Regions from separate parts of the Mus musculus genome. Here region 1 is linked to region 2. Evidence: chromatin contacts called from public HiChIP or PLAC-seq data. All regions are on one chromosome and are shown on one strand. Each heading gives the region's core, a stretch centred on a gene start, on an enhancer-like site or on the middle of the called end of the contact. The rest is flanking DNA. Distances are from core to core; before and after follow the strand shown. Region 1 overlaps Albfm1 (albumin superfamily member 1). Region 2 holds the start of Cxcl5 (chemokine (C-X-C motif) ligand 5).

Region 1 (3,191 bases), core at 423-2,922, 160 kb after region 2:
GGGAGAAGGCTGAGTATATTCATTTAGCCCCTCCCCTTGGGCTCTGACATCATCACAGTCCATCCTTTAGGCAGAGCAGACTTTTCAGGCTTGCTTTGAGTTATAAGCTTCTGGACTTTAAGAAATCCCTCCTCCTTCAATAACCTGTAAGTCTTAAAGTCAACTTTCTTTCTTTTTTGAGAAAAAGTATTTACCTTTATCTTACGTGCACTGGTGTTTTGCCAGCATGTATGAGTACATGAGAGTGTCAGAACTTGCAGTTATAGACAGTTGTAAGCTGCCACAGCGGGTGCTGGGATTTGAACCAGGGTCCTCTGGAAGAGCAGTCAGTGCCCTTAACCATCGAGCTATCTCTCCAGCCCCCTTTTAAGTAAATATTTCATGAGAAGTCACTGTATTAGCTTAACCAAAGACCCAATTTGTTCATTTCTCTGAAGTTAATAGTAACCGCAGTGTGTTCTGTATCTGTCTTTTCTGACATCATGTATCCCATAGTTCCTTGGTAACTTGTAATTGTTACAATAACCAGTAACGTGCAAATATGTTTTTGGCTCAGGTAAGATAGGGGAAAGGCATCCAGGAAAACCAATTTATTTATTCTCTTATGCTGTTGTGGATTAAAATTAGGGCCATGTGCTAAGCAAAGGCTCCATCAGGAAGCTATGTAGCTGTCTCCTGAGCCTAGAAAAGCAGGAAGCAATCTAATCATGTAGGCGGCCCAGAATAAAAGGGGACCTACACAGTCCGACATGCAGTCCACACAAGACTGCCAGCGAAAAATGGGTGTAGGCTAGGTGGGCATGCTCACAAATACTTTTAACCCCAGTTTGCCCAGGGCTGCATAAAGAAGATACCCTACGAGGTCAGCCAACAATTCGTCTAAAGATAACTCTGTCTAAATTGAAAGATAATGCAACATTTTATTGCAGAAACTATATAAGTAAAACCCAGAGTTATTCTAATTTTGTGAGAAGAGTACCTGCTTGTGCTTGGTTTGGGAGCATGGAAAAGGGGCAGTTAGGTACTCTCAGAGAGGAAGGAGAGATCAGGAAACCACACACACACACACACACACACACACACACACACACACACACACACACACACGGCATCATTTCATGATGTCAATGGTAGCCTACAAAAGAGACACAACTTCACTAACAAGGTGGCTGCTGTAATGTCTCTTTTGAGAGATAACAGGAAGTCTCTGACCTTTAGCAGACCCATCTGCTATTGTAAATAATATTTCCAGTAAATCTGCCATTGAATAGACTACCAGTTTCTAACTTCAGTAGCAACCTGTTAACAGAGAACATACATGTTCCAGTTTGAAGCGGGTGCTTTAACCAGGCAGTGTGACACAGTACGCTATACTATACAATACTCTGTAGTACATAATGCACTACATTAATTAAATGATGACAATGCTTCTTTAAATTATTCCAAGACTCATAAGAGGATGAAAAAACTTAAAATTGTCTCTTAGAAATAGAGAATGTTCCCTGTTCATCTTTATTTGTGTTATAAGCCACATTGTGTATTACTTGGTTTTCAACTTATGGAGTATATCAAAATACAAAACATTGGTGGTCAGTGGCTCAGTGCGACCTGATCCATATGTATTTAGCTAATCATCCTACTTAACCTCGCCATCATTCTTTTCTTCGTAGTTGTATTGTACAATTGCACTAACTTTGAGAGTAGACTCATTAAGCTGGGCCGACTCATCGTGTGTAGAGTCTGGCCTATTAAAATCATAGGTAGATTCGTTCTCTGTTAACCTGTGTGGATCCGCATCTCAGAGAAAAATTAACCTTTCGTTCTCCTTTCACGTTGATTAGCAAGCACACTTCACCACACCCGACTTCTGCTGACTCACGATAGCTTTGTTCCGTTCTCACATCCTGTGAGGTGACGAATAGGTCTGGTGCGGTTATCCTTCCTCACAGAAGATTTTGCACGATTAGACTACAGAGTTTCTGTGAACAGAACGCTTTCCTTGTACCTGCTGAGACTCTCTTGTTTCCTGAACTGTGGAGTCTCCTTCCTTGGTCTGTCCAGATTCAGCCTGGTGCTACACACCAGCGCCTCTCTTCTTCAGGAAAAAAATGGACTGGGTGCCAGGTTGTTTCGTCTCCATGTTTTGGTTTATTCTGGCCGGTGGCAGCCTTCACGGGTGGCCAGCCAGCCAGCTGAGCCCTCTTCTGGAATCTCAGCTCCAGGAAGACTCTTGGCACATTACAACATACTACTGAAAACCATGGCTACTGAAACCCAGAATCAGTCGGCCAACAGAGAAACCAGAGGCACAAACTTTTGAAGAAAAGACTCCAAAATATTTTCTTCATTGGTTCCTTCATTTTAGGCTAACTTCTTTATGCAATGCACAGTTTGTTTTAACACATACTCTAGCCTTAAATACTGATATTTAATATCCCCCATTTTTCTTCCATATTGGTGTTGTTTCCAGCAGTTTCTTTATTTCTACTACCATCCTTTCTTCTGGCTTCTCACCCCAAACTAGACCTAAGGACATGCCGGGAAGGGTAGAGAGTAATCTGTCCACCTTCACAATGAGAAGGGGCTCCTGGGATGTTCTCCTCAGCACACCACACCACCAGCAGCAGCAGTGCCTGGAGCTTGCTAGAAACATGGAGTCACTCCACACAGACCTACTGAATCAGCAGCCCTGGGGGCAGAGTATGCTCACTATGTTTTAGCTGCTGTCCAGATTATACACACTAAAATCTGACCAGCCTGGCCTGAAGCAAACAAGAAAACACGACCCACTGAGAAAGAATCCAGTGGAATGATGCGTTAACATACATAAGTCCTAGGCCTTTTGACTTGTATAACATAGCATTCTGGTAACTTCTACAGCTTTCTCAAATGAGAAAGAACCTCAGAAGGAACAAGGTAAGGAAAAAAATCTTTAAAACTAAGTAAAAATACGCTACAACTTGCCAACCCTTACACAGACTGTCTAGATAGCCCCCAATTTATGAAGGCTCAACTTAGAATTTTTTTTTTAACTTTATGTGAACGCTATGCACAGTGGCAGTTGACTTTTACTGGAAGCATAAAGTTCAGAGAAGCAGCAGAGAGGAGCAAGTAGTTAAAGCAATAATGAAGGTTATTATCTTTAAAAATATTCCTGAGAGCCACTGCTAAACAGAGCTCTGACCAGCCCC
Region 2 (3,395 bases), core at 408-2,907:
CTTCTCATGAACATTACAAAGGATATATATATATATATACACACACATATACATATACATATACATCATATACATATACATATACATATACATATACATATACATATACATATACATATACATATACATATACATATACATATACATATACATATTCCGGAGACAATGCAATAGTCACCTTCAGTTCAAGACATTTTGAAAGGTTAACAACCAATGATTCTTGACTTACACACTAAAGTATCACAATTTCCGATAGTGTGACAGATAGGAAAGAATAGGAAATATTTTTGCTAAATACACTTGTGAGATGAGCAGGAAGCTTCAGGGACAATGGTTTCCCTTTTCTCATCAAAGCAGGGAGTTCATAAAGAAAATCCGTGGGTGGAGAGAATCAGCCCTTTCTTCTTATCTTCACTGGGGTCAGAGTCCTCAGAAATCTTTCTATTGAACACTGGCCGTTCTTTCCACTGCGAGTGCATTCCGCTTAGCTTTCTTTTTGTCACTGTTGAGAAAAGACTTATATCAGTAACTAAAATTCTTCAGTTTATCCTAACACACACACACACACACACACACACAGAGAGAGAGAGAGAGAGAGAGAGAGAGAGAGAGAGAGAGAGAGAGAGAGAGAGAGACAGAGAGACAGAGAGAGAGAGAGACAGAGAGAGACAGAGAGAGAGAGAGAGACAGAGAGAGAGACAGAGAGAGAGACAGAGAGAGAGAGAGAGAGACAGAGAGAGAGAGAGAGAGAGATGAGTTTTGGGTTATTGCAACATCCCAGAATAACAACTTTCCCTTCTGAATCCTTTTATTCTAAGCTCAGTTTCGAATGTGGGATGGGAGCCTCAACTCATACAGGGAGAATAAGGACCTTGCCCGCTGCAGAGACTAAGATAGCAAGTACCTGCCCAATATTTTCTGAATGATTTTCTTTATCACAGGAGCTTCTGGATCCAGACAGACCTCCTTCTGGTTTTTCAGTTTAGCTCTGCGGAGGAGGAAAAAAAGAGGATGCACAGGTGAGCCCGGGTGACTGAAGAATCCGGGATAAGGGATGTGGGTAGGGCAGGGGGTGTCCTGGACTTCCATCTCCCAAGATCACCTGCACCCAGAACACAGTCAGAACTCACATGACTTCCACCGTAGGGCACTGTGGACCTGCAGGGATCACCTCCAAATTAGCGATCAATTTGGGATTAATTTTTGGAGTTACGGTTAAGCAAACACAACGCAGCTCCGTTGCGGCTATGACTGAGGAAGGGGCAGCTGTGGAAGAGACAAGATTATAGGAGGATGCTGGAAGAGCCCCTTTCCCCGCTCCTGGGACCCGCTGACTGCGATGGCCCGCCCGGATGGGTCAGGCACCCTGCGCCACGCAGGTGCTGCGCCCTCACCTTCAGCTAGATGCTGCGGCAGCGTGAACAGCAACAGAAATGCCAGCGGCGCCATCCGCATGAATGGCGAGATGGAACCGCTGGGGATGCGGGCGGAGCTGCGGAGCTGGAGGCTCATTGTGGACAAGATCCCGGACCAGGGAGCACCAGCTCGGGATATGCTGGAGGAGGTGTGGAGATTGGGGCTCTACAGAGCACTATGGTGTTCTCAAACCCACTGCACCCCTTTTATCTGTTCTCTCTCTTCCTTCAGGCAGGAAACTGGAGCTTGAAGATGCTGGGGAAATTCCCTGGACTTGGAGTTAGGAGGTGGGGGGCTCAGAGGGGCTGGGCAATGGGATTGGGGCGGGAGGATGGCTAGGAGGAGTGGCTCTTTGCCAAATCGGAGGAGAATGCTTGTAGTCCTGCCCCGGGAACAGAAGGCTGCTGCTCTGGGTCAGACTCCTTTAGAGGACCTTTCCCTCTCCTAGGTCAGGGCTAGTTAAGGCAGGACAGAGCTCTGAGGATGCCCTTCTTTTCCTTGTAGGAAGACTGGAGCCAAAGGAAGGAGTTTTGACTTTAGAAAACCTTCCACAGGTCTTTAACTGTTATTACTACAAACACTATTGCTGACACCTGGGAGATGGCTCAACCTTTAAGAGAACTGGTTGCTGTGGCAGAGGTCCAGGGTTTGGCTCCCCACCCACCCACCCATGCAGGACCACATTGCCACATTGCTGCTCACAAGCTTCTCTAGCCCCAGGTCTAGGGAACCCCACGTCCGTCGTCTTTTGGCTTCCTTGGGGCAGATGCATCTACTTGGTACACAGACAGATAAGCAGACATACACATGCTCATAAACAAAAATACATTTGAAATGTGTGTTTTTAAAACGAAGACTGTTTTTATTCAGGAAATGTAATCCCGGACTTGAAAAGATAAATAAATAGAAAGAAAGAAAGAAAGAAAGAAAGAAAGAAAGAAAGAAAGAAAGAAAGAAAGAAAGAAAGAAACCTTGCCCTCTCCTTGTGTGTGGATTACTTATTGATTCTTTGGGATTCTGCCAGCTTTGAAAGCCAAGAAACTATGAAAGTGTTTTGACTTCCACTTAAACCAGCTGCATGAATGGCCTTCAAAATAAAAGCTGCTTACTGGAAGCCCTGCTATTGTAATTGTTTGGCTTAATGAACAACTTCACAGATGACTCAGCAAATTGCTTTGGGAGGAAGATAAAATCTTTGCACCCTTTGCCATTCAGTTAGGAGCAGTCTGTCCTGTGCTTGGAGCCGGAGGCAACACCAGGGGCTTCTTGCTGTGCTTTCTAATGTGGCTCCCCTGCCAGATAGGGATTTGACAGTGGGTAGAAGCTAAAGGAGGTTGGTGCAGCTGAGGGACTCATCCGTGGGACTTATCTGCGAGTTTGGTGCAAGGGTTTGATTCAGTTTGCCAGCAAGATAGCATCCGTTCTGACTCCCTCCAAGCAACTTCTTGGAGTTCAGAGGAGGGATGCTTTCCCCAGGGGCTTGGCGGGGGTTGGGGGTGGGGACCCTGGAGGGGCCACCTGGTGATGAAAGATGAGATGACTTCCTGTAACTAAAGGCCTTCATACCAAGGCAGTCGGTTATAACATTAAGTGGTGCCCTGGCTTTCTTTATAGAGATTTAACAGATCTCCTCTCTGGATGGTTCTCAAAACCTCTGGCCATGTAGTAGGCCGGCAGAGGAAGTCTGTAAACATGACAGCCTTACACATATAGTCCTGGAAAGAAACTGTTTTTTCTTGTCCCCTGTAACCATGGGAACCGCCATCCACCCCACTCGTCTGTTTTCGGAATAAGAACACCTCCATTGCTGAGCAGGAAATGGTGGTAGACTTTCGAACTTACATTCTGGAAGGAAACTTAGTCTAGTTGAAGGAAGTTGGGAGGTTTGGTGATCGCATTGTGAGAAGCTAATGGGAAGTTGTGAGTCCACCATCAGCATCACACTTGACTCAACAAATGCAATCCTTCATCCTTCTGGG

What was found. HiChIP or PLAC-seq counts read pairs in DNA pulled down with a chosen protein or histone mark.
Region 1: a FOXA1 HiChIP or PLAC-seq map of pancreatic cancer cells shows a contact between it and region 2. The contact joins the enhancer-like site here to the promoter of Cxcl5 in region 2. A contact is called at or near these places in 2 of 39 promoter capture datasets (both in the 3T3-L1 cell line), 2 of 484 Hi-C or Micro-C datasets (LSK cells and peritoneal macrophages), 1 of 115 datasets of contacts at active chromatin or transcription factors (pancreatic cancer cells) and 1 of 9 other capture datasets (adipose tissue).

Annotation. Positions count from the first base shown.
Region 1 is chr5:90,593,877-90,597,067 of GRCm38.p6, reverse strand. The region is part of intron 13 of Albfm1 (albumin superfamily member 1); the gene reads right to left. Among named protein-coding and RNA genes, the nearest start is that of Gm42109, 10 kb to the right of the region's middle. Within about 2 kb of position 1,672, at least 68 of the 459 cell types and tissues checked have an H3K27ac peak or open chromatin away from gene starts, as enhancers often do. A contact at or near this core is called in pancreatic cancer cells, where this site is marked.
Region 2 is chr5:90,757,560-90,760,954 of GRCm38.p6, reverse strand. Cxcl5 (chemokine (C-X-C motif) ligand 5) reads right to left here and starts at 1,657. Exons shown (of 4, transcript NM_009141.3): 1 at 1,395-1,657; 2 at 1,131-1,266; 3 at 905-988; 4 at 1-502. The coding sequence starts at 1,512. The coding sequence ends at 442.